2 separate regions of the Mus musculus genome follow, and region 2 is linked to region 1. Evidence: chromatin contacts called from public HiChIP or PLAC-seq data. All regions are on one chromosome and are shown on one strand. Each heading gives the region's core, a stretch centred on a gene start, on an enhancer-like site or on the middle of the called end of the contact. The rest is flanking DNA. Distances are from core to core; before and after follow the strand shown. Region 1 overlaps Rnf217 (ring finger protein 217). Region 2 overlaps Trdn (triadin).

Evidence for each region. HiChIP or PLAC-seq counts read pairs in DNA pulled down with a chosen protein or histone mark.
Region 2: a contact with region 1 is called in an H3K27ac HiChIP or PLAC-seq map of epiblast stem cells, with 6 times the contacts expected there. The contact joins two enhancer-like sites. A contact is called at or near these places in 1 of 39 promoter capture datasets (hippocampal neurons) and 2 of 115 datasets of contacts at active chromatin or transcription factors (embryonic forebrain and epiblast stem cells).

What each region holds. Positions count from the first base shown.
Region 1 is chr10:31,591,484-31,597,683 of GRCm38.p6, reverse strand. All of the region lies in intron 1 of Rnf217 (ring finger protein 217), which reads left to right. Among named protein-coding and RNA genes, the nearest start is that of Rnf217, 15 kb to the left of the region's middle. Within about 2 kb of position 4,768, at least 134 of the 459 cell types and tissues checked have an H3K27ac peak or open chromatin away from gene starts, as enhancers often do. A contact at or near this core is called in epiblast stem cells, where this site is marked.
Region 2 is chr10:33,373,447-33,379,951 of GRCm38.p6, reverse strand. All of the region lies in intron 21 of Trdn (triadin), which reads right to left. Among named protein-coding and RNA genes, the nearest start is that of D830005E20Rik, 120 kb to the right of the region's middle. Within about 2 kb of position 4,156, at least 13 of the 459 cell types and tissues checked have an H3K27ac peak or open chromatin away from gene starts, as enhancers often do. A contact at or near this core is called in epiblast stem cells, where this site is marked.

The sequences.
Region 1 (6,200 bases), core at 3,519-6,018:
GAATGGGGGGGCAAGAAACACAAAGAACGGACAGTAAGTCAAAAAATTCTGATCAAGCTGACAAACTTTATTTTTCCCAGGCAGGTTTTATGCCCACAGAAGCAGGATATGGGGAGGGGGATGACGCAGAATCGCTTTGTTTCTGAGGGAACGCACCTGTTCCCAAAAGCAGGATATTGGCTAGGTACAAAGTTCAGCAGGAGGAACAGAACAGAGTGGGTTGCTAGGTACCTGTCCACAAGATCTATAGCTATTTGTTCTTAACTGGGAGTAGTACTTTCCTACAGAGGCCTCAACGTTTCCCACAGAAATCTCAACTAAGCTAGTACTTTTCCATAAGGCCAAGACTTTGTAAGTAAGCACTTATGGCTGACAAGGCAGTTAACATTCAAACAGGGTCGCTCCCAATAGCCTACCAATCGCTCCCAACAGCCTATCAATCACTGAAGAGTTTCTTTTGTTGTAACCCTTGCTCTGATAACTGTGCCTGCTGCTTAATGAATTTCTTTTCAGATCACAGGGACTTAAGATGACCATTTTATTTTGACCATGACACTGAAGGTCAGGAATTTGGGAACTGCTCAGATGGCTAGTTCACTCTTGGAGTTTCTCGTGTGATGGTGGTCAGATGTCATGCTCACTGGGCTTGCAGCTGCTGTCAGGGAGTTCAGCTGTGGCTGTCTACCAAAGCCCTAGCTTGTCCCAGGGTTACTTCTGCCTTAGGGAGGCTCTCTCGAAAGCTAGCGTCCAACCAGGCGAATGCCAGCTAATCCTTTTTCACCCTGATTTGCAAGTACTCAGTAACACCTGGGCAAAGCAATCACCCATGCTCAGTGGGAAGGGGTGTTTACCCTCCTCCTTCAAGGACTTGAGAGACCTATTTTAGTAATTACCACACACTTTCAGATAAAACCCAGAAACAGTTTTAATTTAGGTGGTAAAATTTTGCTTTTGTTTGTTTGTGTATTTCAAGACAAGGTTTCTCTGTGTAGCTCTGGCTGTTCTGGGTCTCACTCTGTAGACCAGGTTGGCCTCAAACTCACAGAGATCCTTTTGCTTCCACCTCCCAAGTGCTGGGATTAAAAAAAGGCTTGCACCACCACTCCTCAGCTTTTACTTTGTTTGTTTAATGTTTATGTTTTCCCAACCATTCACACATTTCCAATATATCATTATATCGGTTAACAAGATTTAATTTTTGTGTTTTGTGTTTGAATAATTTTATAAGGGCTCACATGAAAGCTATTCCTTCTCAGAATTACCTAATTTTACTGTAACTGAAGTATTCTAGGGTCAAGCTCAACTTAACTATTCTGATTAGTATTACTAATAATTAGTATTAGCGTAGTCTCTAGTATAGCTTCCTTTATATCAGATCTTTAGTCAAAGTGGTAGTTAGAAGTCTCCCTTGACAATTTTAAGCTTTCTGATACAGCAGATTCTTTTATCACCTAGATTCTATATGGAACTGGTATTGTATTTAAGGATACTTTAGAATTACCCCTTCTAGTTAATCCTTATTAACTCACCGTTAGAGTTTTGTTGTTTATTGTAGTCCTAGTGTGCGTGGATGATTGTATTGTTTGCTTAGTGTCTCCTTGAAGAGTTAACTTGAAATTTCCAGAAGCAAGTGTATTAAACTCAAAAGTTGCTTCTCTGTACTTGATGAAGAGGGGATCTGTAATAGAGGGGACCTATTAAAGAGTGGGACCTATAAGAGAGGGGACCTGTAATGTAGGGGGATCTCTAATGGAGGAGATCTACAATAGAGGAATCTTTAATGGAGGGGGATGTCTAATAGAGGGATCTATAACCGAGGGGGTCTGTAATGGAGGAGGATCTATAATAGAGGGGACCTGTAATGGAGGGAAATGTACAATACAGTGATCTCTAATAAGAGGTATCTTTCAATAGAGGGATCTCTAATGGAGGGGATCTACAATCGAGGTATATATTGTTTGCATGATGTAGCCCTTTCCCTCTGGCTCAGGTAACTTAATTCAAAGATTAGTCCTTCACATGAATGACTAATCCCTTTTAAAGTCTTCTTAATCTACTGCCTCAATACTGTTCTCTATTGTAGAACTGGACACTAATTACAGGGTGCCTGGCAAATCATTTCTCTTTGTGGTATTCACTCTTGCTATGCTCCCTCATGTGATCATTGGCCATTCTTAGTGTCAGTGAGGCTGATTAGCTCTGGCTTGTGTGTGACAAGTACAGTCACTACAGTCTTTTCTCCTAGTCGCTGAACAATCGAACGCAGCAGGGAAACGAGAGAATTCATTATAAGATACTTTCCCTTCTAGTTATAATTTAATTAGTTCATAGTTATCTATGAACAGCCCTCTGGTAAAAGTGACGTCGATGTGGCCATGTTGTCCTACACTTTCTGCTTCAATATGTGACCTTGGCAGGAAGGTCAGTTTTATCCCACTGCCAGACATGCCCTGGATGCGACAGACATGTCCCCATTTAGTCTTATTTAACTACTGATGTCTTTAAGTGGCTTCTCTCCCTATGGGCTGCCATTGTTTTCTTCTCAAGATTGTTTCTGGAAGAAACACCTAATGCTAGGTTCCCAAAACTTAAGAAAGGAATAGTATATTGGTATATTTAACTTAAAATTATGTGTGTGGGTGTGGGTGCTTGCATGCATACATATGTACTTTGTGTGTGTGTATGTGCTTGCATGCACACATATGTACTGTGTGTGTGTGTGTGTGTGTGTGTGTGTGTACTGTCTGCTTGTTAACTTGAGAGTTACATATTTGTGTCACAAGGATATTTGCTGATTTTGAAATACCCAAGTTTACTCTTTCCCAGTTAAGTCTTTGTTTCAAGTGTAGTTTGAATTGATCAAAATAGATAATTCTAACATTTACTTTTTGTGTTCTCATGAGTTCTAACCGTACCTGTGAGTCAGTCTTAGTCAGTCTTAATAAGAAGGAAGTGCTTAGAGGGCAGGCTGAGGAGGGGATGCAGAAAGCATAGTAAGTCTTCCCTGATTTGTGGCTTGTTTCTGTGTGTCTGTATAAATGAAGATTTTCAGAGAGATTTCTGATCTGCTTGTTTAAAGACTTACAAATTTAGTGCTGTGTATTTAGCTGCAAGAGTGGTTGGTTGTGTGCTATGTATTTAGCAGCAGCAACTTTCCCATAAGCCGTGCATGGGAGGCAAAAGTCAGTTAAGGATTATCAAACATAGGCAACAATGCAAAGTTTTCATCTGTCCTCAGGTGATACATTGTTGTCAGTGTCAAAATGAGCAGAATGCAGACTTTAGAAACCAGATCATCAACAGCTGACTAAATTTTCAAAACTAACAAAGGCAGTTCTATGGCGTTGCTTTTATATGGTTAATTAGTTCATTAAACTTAAGATGTGGGAAAAAAAGTCACCGAATATTATGGATTGTTCCATTTCGGTAACCTCTTGGTTTGTTACAATCTCAATGGACCCTGTAAGTTTGCTCAGAGCATTAGCTAATGAGGTCAAGGTCAAGTAGGCAATCTTCTCACAGGCAACTTGTTGATCAGTGGCCACATCCTTAACCCTGCATAGTCATGGAAGGACCTGTCTGCTGCTGATCATAAGACCAGAGCTCTGGCAAGGTGGGGGAATAATTAATTTTGTCATCTTTTTTGGACTAACAAATCACAGATTGAACAGTCAGCCAAGAGTTTCACAGCTTTCTCCAGAGAGGAATCTCACTGTCCAAAGCTTGCTCTTCCTTCACTAGCGTCAGTACATAGTGGGCATAAGAGGAGCGTGGGAAGGAGGAACAACTTGAGTGTTCATATCCTATTAAAATGAAATCAGAGCACAGAATATTTGGGAGCACATACTCATCTTTATGAGACAGGTGAGTCTTTATACAGTAGTCCATGATCAGTTTTCCCAGAACATTTAAAAAATCAACATGTGAAGAATAAGCTCCTCATGCAAAGATTAGGGTGCGATCTATGACACTAAGTTGTATGTTATGGATTGTTGGAGACAGCAGTTCTAGGAAGAGAGAGCTGTGTTTTGAGAAGTAGTGAAAGTTGGAACTTGGCTGGTATCTGAAAAGTGGCTGTTGCTGTAGAAGGTGGTAGAAAGTAGGTTAAGGGCTGGACACTTGTGAGTTAGAGTAAGCAAACACACACACATACACACACAAATCAAAACACACTTGTGCAAATAGAATGTGTAGTTGACGATGGTTGGAGAAGGGACTGGATCAGTCTATGTAACAGCTGCAGAAGAAAAGCTGAGAGCTGGTGAAAGGTGGTGAGCAGAACTAAGACCTCCCACACAGTAGAGCCTAGACTGGAGTCCCAGCTTCAGAGGGCTCGAATCGGACAAGGCTTGGCCTTCTTCAGAAACAGGAGGAAGTAGCATGTGTGCAGCTGTGGAGGAGGGCGCACAGACCAGCTATGGGTCAGATTCTATCGCTCCTCTGTGAAATCGATACTTTATTCCAACTGTGATGAGAAATCACTGGACCATTTGGTACAGCTGTAGAGATGTCATTAATATTTTAAAAAGATTCTCTCTTCTGTGTGGAATGTAAACTGTGTTTAGAGGGGAAGATAGCAGTAGGGACGTGACTAGGAGGCAGTTGCTGTGACAGCAGAGGGGCCAGTGGATCTGCACAATTATGCAGGTGCTGCAGATGGCTTGTCTGCATTATGTCTGCCTTGCCTTTTGCTTTTCAAAGGTGTTGGGGGTGCTCTGCGGCAGCAGTAGACCTTGCCAGTGCCTGCAGCCACTCTGTTGTAAGGCCTGGAGGTTGTGCAACCCTGTATACCAGCTGCAGTCTTATCTCCCAGGCAACACTGACAGACGTCTCCTTAGCTTGTTTCTCCTGCCAGATTTCCCTTGTCTAGGATGGATTTCTGTTGGCTTGCTTGCTTTTGTGTAGGTTGGGGGCACTGTGTAAAAAGCCATTGCCCTAAAGTATCTGTCTATATATGTTACTGTCTGTAGTTACTTTACCCATTAGAGCCAGTTTTGTGTCCCCTCCCCCTTAAAGTGCCTTTTTGTTTTTCTTGAAAGGAATTTTGTGCTTAATTTGATGCTTAGTGCTTAGCCTTCACCACCCTGTGAAACAAACAAGAGCTCCACCCTCTCCTCATGTAGACAGCAAAGGTGCTACAGCAACAGTGGGCACTGGTCGTTCTGTTCCATGCACGCCTTTGTTTATTGAGTTGGCTAGTAAGTGCCCTTTGCTTCTCTATTTAATTGTGTTTAATTATCTATATTCCCTTTTCTGGTTCTTATTTTTGTAACAGTGTTCTTTTCTGTACTAAGTTACATTTCCTCTGCATTTAATGACTCAGACTCTGGGGTCACAGCTCTGCCATCCACAGAGTGTGCTGTTTTGATGTGGCTGTCCTGTTCTTTGTTTTCAGTAAGCATGTAATGATAAAGTGGCTGCTTAAACAAAGGTCTGCTCTGTTGGGTCTATGCTGAGTAACTGAGTGGCCCCTCCCTCCCACACACTGATTTATTTCCCTCAGTGCCTGAGGATTTCCTGATACATTCTATGTTTATTATAAGACCAGTAACATTTCAATTGGCGTTAATGCCAATGTGATGTTTTTCCATATATGAAAACTACCTTGTGTTTACCTTTAACATAGATCTGTGCTCTAGTATGTTTTGCAGGTATTTTAGGAGAGTATAAATATGTACATACAGTTCAGCTTATGACTAGAAGAAGCCAATCTACTGAGTAGTGTTTACTAAATGTCAGAGATTTTCCAAGTAGATGGTATCATTAGTGAAAGGTACTGGGTAGTGTTCAGGAATACTTCAGTATTTTAAGTATTTATAAAATATGTTTGGAAAGCTGAATAGTTTCACTGTATTTTATGTTAGCAGAACGTTTTAACTCTACAGGAATTTGGACTCTTTTTGCCTTATTTTATTCTACTTTGATTTCCCAAATGGTGACCTTTTCATAAAGGGCCAGGCAAGTCACCTGCCCACATATTGCTCACTGCTCAGATTACACAGGAGCAATAAGGAATATTAGCTTGTTTTTGTTTTTGTTTTGTTTGAGACAGGATTTCTCTGTGTAGGCCTGAGGTTCTGGAATTCAATGTAAATCAGGCTGGCCTTAAACTCTTAGAAATCCACCTGCCTCTGCCTCCTGAGTGCCAGGATTAAAGGCAAGTACCACAACTACCAGGCTCACCTATTTTAAGAAAAAAT
Region 2 (6,505 bases), core at 2,907-5,406, 1.8 Mb before region 1:
AGAGTTCCAAGGAAACTCTCTTCCTGGAGTCTGGCACTCTCTTCCTAATCTATATAAACCACAAAATCAATTTTCTACTCCCGCGTTAGTCTAGTGTATGGATCCACGTGCTCTCTATTTAGTATTACCTTATTGTAAATGCCTTTTAAGATTGTATCCTGAATTAGCTAAAGCCTCTCCCAGTGTTCCAAGATCCCAGATAGCAGCAAGGAGCTTAACCTATTCAGTAACTAATTAAGCACTGCAATAAATCAAAGCCATTAACTCAGTTGTCTACAGTAAGAGACTAAAATTCTCACTGAGATAAAAATTTTATTACAGACTACATTCCATACCAAGAGTGAGTTTATATACTATCCTAATAATGAGGATTCTCCAGACAGGATAAAATTTAACAAGGCCTAGAGAATTTCGGTGTCAGTGACACTACATTATTCTTGAAGCTTGTCAAGAGTTAATAACCCCCTGGTGCTATTAACACTAAAGTGTAAAACTCTTGCTTGGCACAGGGCTGATCCGAGGCAGAGGCGCTAATCTCTAGTGTAAACATTTATCTGGTTCCTTTTGAAGTCACTCCTCTTGCATCTGGAAAACTTCAATATACCTTGCCTGTTATGATTTACAATTTATGATATTCGCTGTAATATAATTAGTCTAAAGCTCGATCAGAAGATTACATTCAGATTCTGCACAACCTCTCCTGTGTATGTCTGTTTGTCAAATTCATCCGACTCTTTGTCCACCTGCTCAAGAGACTTGTTTCACGCAGACAAAGGGGGGCCAGAGGGTCTGCGGCACTCCTGTTCATGAGATCTGTACTGTAGCAGTTTATATACACATGCATACCTCATATCTCTATTGGAAAGAACTGATTTTTCTTCTCTTAGTAGATATAACTGATAGTTCAGTTGTTAACTGTTCCCTTAGTGTCTAGGTTTTCCTTCCTTTCTTCCTTCCTTCCTTCCTTCCTTCCTTCCTTCCTTCCTTCCTTCTTTCATTCCTTCCCCAACTTTTAAAAAATAGAAATAAAAACTGTCAAATCAGGGTTGGACAAGACAGCATCAAGGGTAAGAAATGGTCAAAAAAATCCAAAGAAACAAGTCAATCATTTATTATTCAATCCAATCAATCAATCAATCAATCAATTAATCAGCCAGTCAACATATATTGTTTCACAGTGTGTTGGCACATGTAACTTTTTAATGTCCTACACTATTTCTAATTAAATATATCCATAATTTACCTTTATTTCTCATCTGCTTTCATAAAGAGAACTAATAGATATTATATACTTTCTCATAGTATTCTTTTCTTGTGTTTTCTTCCTGTTTTTGATAATGGCTTCTTATCTCACCTAATATATAATGATTATGGTGTTTTCTTTTTTTTTTTTTTTTTTTCATCCTTTGCCAGAGCAGCAGGTGCTCTTTTTTTTTTTTTTTTTTTTTAAAGATTTATTTATTTATTATATGTAAGTACACTGTAGTTGTCTTCAGATACACCAGAAGAGGGCACCAGATCTCATTACGGGTGGTTGTGAGCCACCATGTGGTTGCTGGGATTTGAACTTCAGACCTTCGGAAGAGCAGTCGGGTGCCCTTACCCACTGAGCCATCTCACCAGCCCCGATTATGGTGTTTTCTTTCCATACTCTTCTCAGTTCTTTCCCATTTCTCCTTCCATCTGGATCCACTCTTTTTCTCTTTCTTTCATTAGAAAATAACAGACTTCTAAAAATAATACTAATAAATATAACAAAATAAAATGTAAAACAAACAATATTACACTGAAGATGGACAGAATAAACCAGCAAAATAAAGAAAGCCTAATAAAAGATACAAGAATCAGAGACCTACTCAATAGCACCTTTTAAAAACATTAAATTGTAAGTCATAATCTATGTGCCAATGACCTGCTGCAGACCCACACAGGCCCCGTGCAAACTTCCTCAGTCTGTGTGTTCACATAAATTTTGCTTATGTTGATTTTTCTTGTTGTATTGGTGTCTTCCATTCCTCCTGGTTCTTAAACTCTTCAGGGTCTTTCCTTGAACTCTGTAAGGAGGAATTTGATGGATATGTCTCATTTAGGACTGAGCCTTCGAAGGTCTCTTACTTTATGCCTAATGTCTGTCTGTGGATCTCTGTATTTGTTTCTATCTGCTGCAGAAGGAAGCTTTTTTGATGATGGGTGAATTAAAAACTGATCCATGTGAATATCATTAGGAGTCATTTTATCACTGCATTTTTTCTTTCTTTTCTTTCTTTCCTTTCTTTTCTTTCCTTTCTTTCCTTTCTTTCTTTCTTTCTTTCTTTCTTTCTTTCTTTCTTTCTTTCTTTCTTTCTTTCTTTCTTTCTATTTTGGACCAGACTTATTTGGTTTTACCATATGACCCTGGGCTATATAGTCTCAGGTTCTTGTTCACCTAAGCAGTGGCAGGAATGGTTTCCATCTCTTAGGGTGAGCCTCGAGTCAAATTAGTTATTGGTTGGTTACTCCCAATAACAATGTGCCACCATTTCCCCAGCATATCTTGTAGGCAGTACACTGTTGTAGATAAAGTATTTGTGGGTGGCTTGATATTTACACTTCTCTTTTAAAAGCATCTTCAGTACCAAAGACAATGGGAAGTAGGAGATAGAGATTTATGTAGGCATCACCTCAACATCTTTATGCTTAATGAGTTGTCTGGGTATTATCTTAAACAATGAGCACTTTCAGTTTGTATAGAGCAATCTATAAACTTGGCAACATTCTGAGTTTGGGGGATTCATGTTGAGACTCTTTGGCCAACAACTTAATTAGATGTAACCCAATCCCAGTACTGGAAGTTTCATTTGGTGACAAGAAATGTCCAGTTGAGAATCATTCTCCTCCATTATTTGGTGATCGCATTTATATTTGCTTCATGTGTATATATTTTAGAAAGCTTCTAATGAATTAAGCCTCCACACTACCCCTCAATAGATACCTTTTAGCTGTCTCTCCCTGTATTCCATACAACTCATATCCTCCCCATTTGATCCTCCTAGTCTAGTCTCCGTTCATCCATAATTATCTGTTTTATTTTCCTATCTGTTCCCTTTACTTTCTTTCTCTATATCTATCCTGTTATTCTACAGATTGTAGATTGAATATTATTAAATTGGCAGCCATTATCTTCACATAAGTGAATGCATATGACATTCATCTTTTCGAGTCTGGTATACCTCACTCTGGAAGTTTTCCATCTGGTTCCATCCATTTGCCTACAGATTTCATGATGTAATTTTTTTAGCAATACTCAATTGTGCAAATATATTATTTTTTTATTCATTCCTCTGTTGAGTGACATCTAGCTTATTTGCAAATTCTGGTTATTGTGAATAGAGCAGCAATCAACATGGTTGTACAAGTGTCTCTATGGTAGGATGAAGCAGCTACCACAAGAGTCGTATAGGTGAATCTTGAGGTAGATTAATTCCCATCTTTCTGAGGAATCACCATACTAATTTTCATAGTGGGTGTGGTGTACAACTTTGCACTCCCACCAGCAAAGGATGAGTGTTCCTCTTATACCACATTCTATCCAGAATGAGCTGTCACTGTTTTTTGTTAATTTTAGCCATTCTCATTATGTGAGATGAATATTCAAAGTGCTTTTGATTTGCTTTTCCCTGAGAAAATAGAAGTTGACCATTGTTTTACTCTTTTTTTAATTAGATGTTTTGCTACATCCACTCCAGTGAAGTCTGTTTGACAGGTCGAGAGGCCTGGAAGCACTCACCAGGCAAAGAGTTTCAAGGAAACTCAACCTCCTGGAACCTTGGCATTCTCATAACCCATATACTCATACCCTATCCCCACGTTACTCTGGTATATGGATCCACATGCTCTCTTTCAGTATTGTTTTATTATAAATGCCTTCAAAGAAAGAATTCTGACATAGGTAAGGGTCCACCAGTGTTCAATGTACTAGAAAATCCTTGAAGCTCATGAGCTTGGAATTCAGTAGGAATTCAGTAAGAATGTTGCCTATTCAGTAACATTCAAATTTACTTCTAGTAGAGACAGTGAAACTAATTAGGCATTACAAAGAACTGAGCTAGAATATCTCAGGGCTAGTCTGCAGAGTGAGTACTTAGGACAGTAGCCAGTCTCACCCAAACAAAGGAATACACAATGGCCTAGTGAATGGGTAGGTTTACCATAAAAGAGTTAGGGAATCCCCCTGGGACAGATTTCTTCCCTAGGCCCAAAGAAACAGCATAAATCAGGCATTTACTAAGAACCCCTGGTGGTGGGCTTAACAATAGACTAGCATTTACTTAGTGGTAAATAGGACCTGGCCCCAGCCATCTTTTGATGTTTACATTCCTTTTGTATTGTGTCACTGTAACTCAGCTGATGAGTCTCTCCTTGTTTCTTGTTACTCTTCTGTATAAAAAATTTGATGCTCGATTTGAAAAATTACACTCAAATTCAACACGTTCTCTCATGTAGTATTTGGTTGTCATTCGCTGATTCCTTGCCCACCTGAAACTAGAGACCCGTTCCATGAAGATAGGAGACCCAAAAAAGGGGTAAGTCTCCAGCAATGTTTCTTGGTTTACATTTTAAATGCTATCCCCTTTCTTAGTTTCCTCTCTGAAATTCCCCTATACCCTCCCCCCTCCCCTGCTCCCCACCCACCCACTCCCACTGGCTGGCATTATCCTATACTGGGGCATGGAATCTTCACAAGACCATTTTAAAAAGTGTTTCTTAGATATTTTAAGTTTCCTCTATTGAGAATTTTGTTTAGAGTTGTTCTTCATTTTATAATAGGGCTACTTTCTTTAAATGTAGCTTCTTGTGTGCTTTATATGTTTTGGATGTTACCTACTATCAGATGTGTATTTGGTGAAAATCATTTTCCATTTTCTAGACTGCTGCTTTGTCCAATTGATACATCCTTTGCCATGTGGATTCTTCTAAGTTTCACGAGGTCTATTTAATAATTGATTATCTTAGTATCTATGCAAACCTATTCTGCTAAAAAAATTTAAAAAAAAAAGTTCTGTTCTTCTGTGCCAGTGAGCTCAAAGCTTGTTCCCATTTTTTTCATCTATTAGATTGAGTGTATATGGATTTATGTCTTTTATCCATTTAGAGTTCATTTATATGCAACCATCCAGGTTGGCCATCATTATTCATTGAATATACTCCTTCCTTCCAGAATGTATATGGCCTTCATATGAAAAATGAGGTGTCCATTGGTATATGGATTTCCATCTGGGTCTTGCATTCAGTTCCACTTATCAGTGTGTCTGATTTCCTGCTATTACACCTTTTTTAAAGCATGCTTTTTAGTGTAATTTGAAATTAGAGATGGTAATGCCTCCCATAGTTCTTTTATTATTCAGTATTGTTTTAGGTATATGGGGTTTTTGTGTTTTCATGTGAACCTAAAAATTTCCATGATTTGTGAAAATTTTGTTAGAATTTTAATAAGAATTTCAATGAAACTGTAGATTGCTTCTGGTATGATGACAATTTGAGGACTTGAGATCCTTCTATCTGCAGATATCTTCTTTCATTTATTTCACAGAGACTTGAAGTGTTTTCATCATACAAGTCTTTTACTTGTTTGTTTAGAGATACTCCCAAGAAACTTTATATTATTCAAGGCTATTGTGAAAGGTGTTATTTCCCTGATTTTCTTTTTTTGTTTGTTTTGGGTTTTTTTGTTTTTTTGGTTTTTTTTTTGTTTGTTTTTGTTTTGCTTTGTTTTGGTTTTTTTCGAGACAGGGTTTCTCTGTATAGCCCTGGCTGTCCTGGAACTCATTCTGTAGACCAGCCTGACCTTGAACTCAGAAATCTGCCTGCCTCTGCCTCCTAAGACACCTGGCTTCCCCCCACCCCCCGATTTTCGTTTGAGAATGTTTGTCATTTGTATATAGGAGGGCTACTGATATTTATTAGTTTGTTTTGTATCCAGAACCTTGCTGAATTTATTTGCTGTAGGAGTGTCCTGGCAGAACTTTTTGGCTCAGTTATGTATACAATCATATTCCAATCTTCCTTCTGTTCATAATATTAATTCAATACAATTTTGATGAAAGAATGTGGTACAAACTGACAAACTAGTAGTAATTCATTATTACATTCTTGCATAAGTAGTTACCTAATAATGGTTACATTGCTTACAGCCTTCTTCCTCCAGAGACAATATTTTTTTTGGCATTCTTTATTATTTTATTTTTTATATAATGAGTATGATATGTGCAATACAACTTATGTCATTATAACAGAACCTCATGCTTGAATTTGTGTTTTCAGGAATTTCATTTACTTTATTCAATATCTACTAGTATGTTTTTTTTTTTGTTTTCCTTTGAAATTAATTATAAGTGAAATATACCCAAATATTTTAGATATTAGGATTTTGATCAGATTATTTCCAGAATTGCCATTTATCCATTTGGAGTTCATTTCTATTCAGTGTGATAAGTATGAATGTAGTTAGTTAGATTCTTCTACAAGC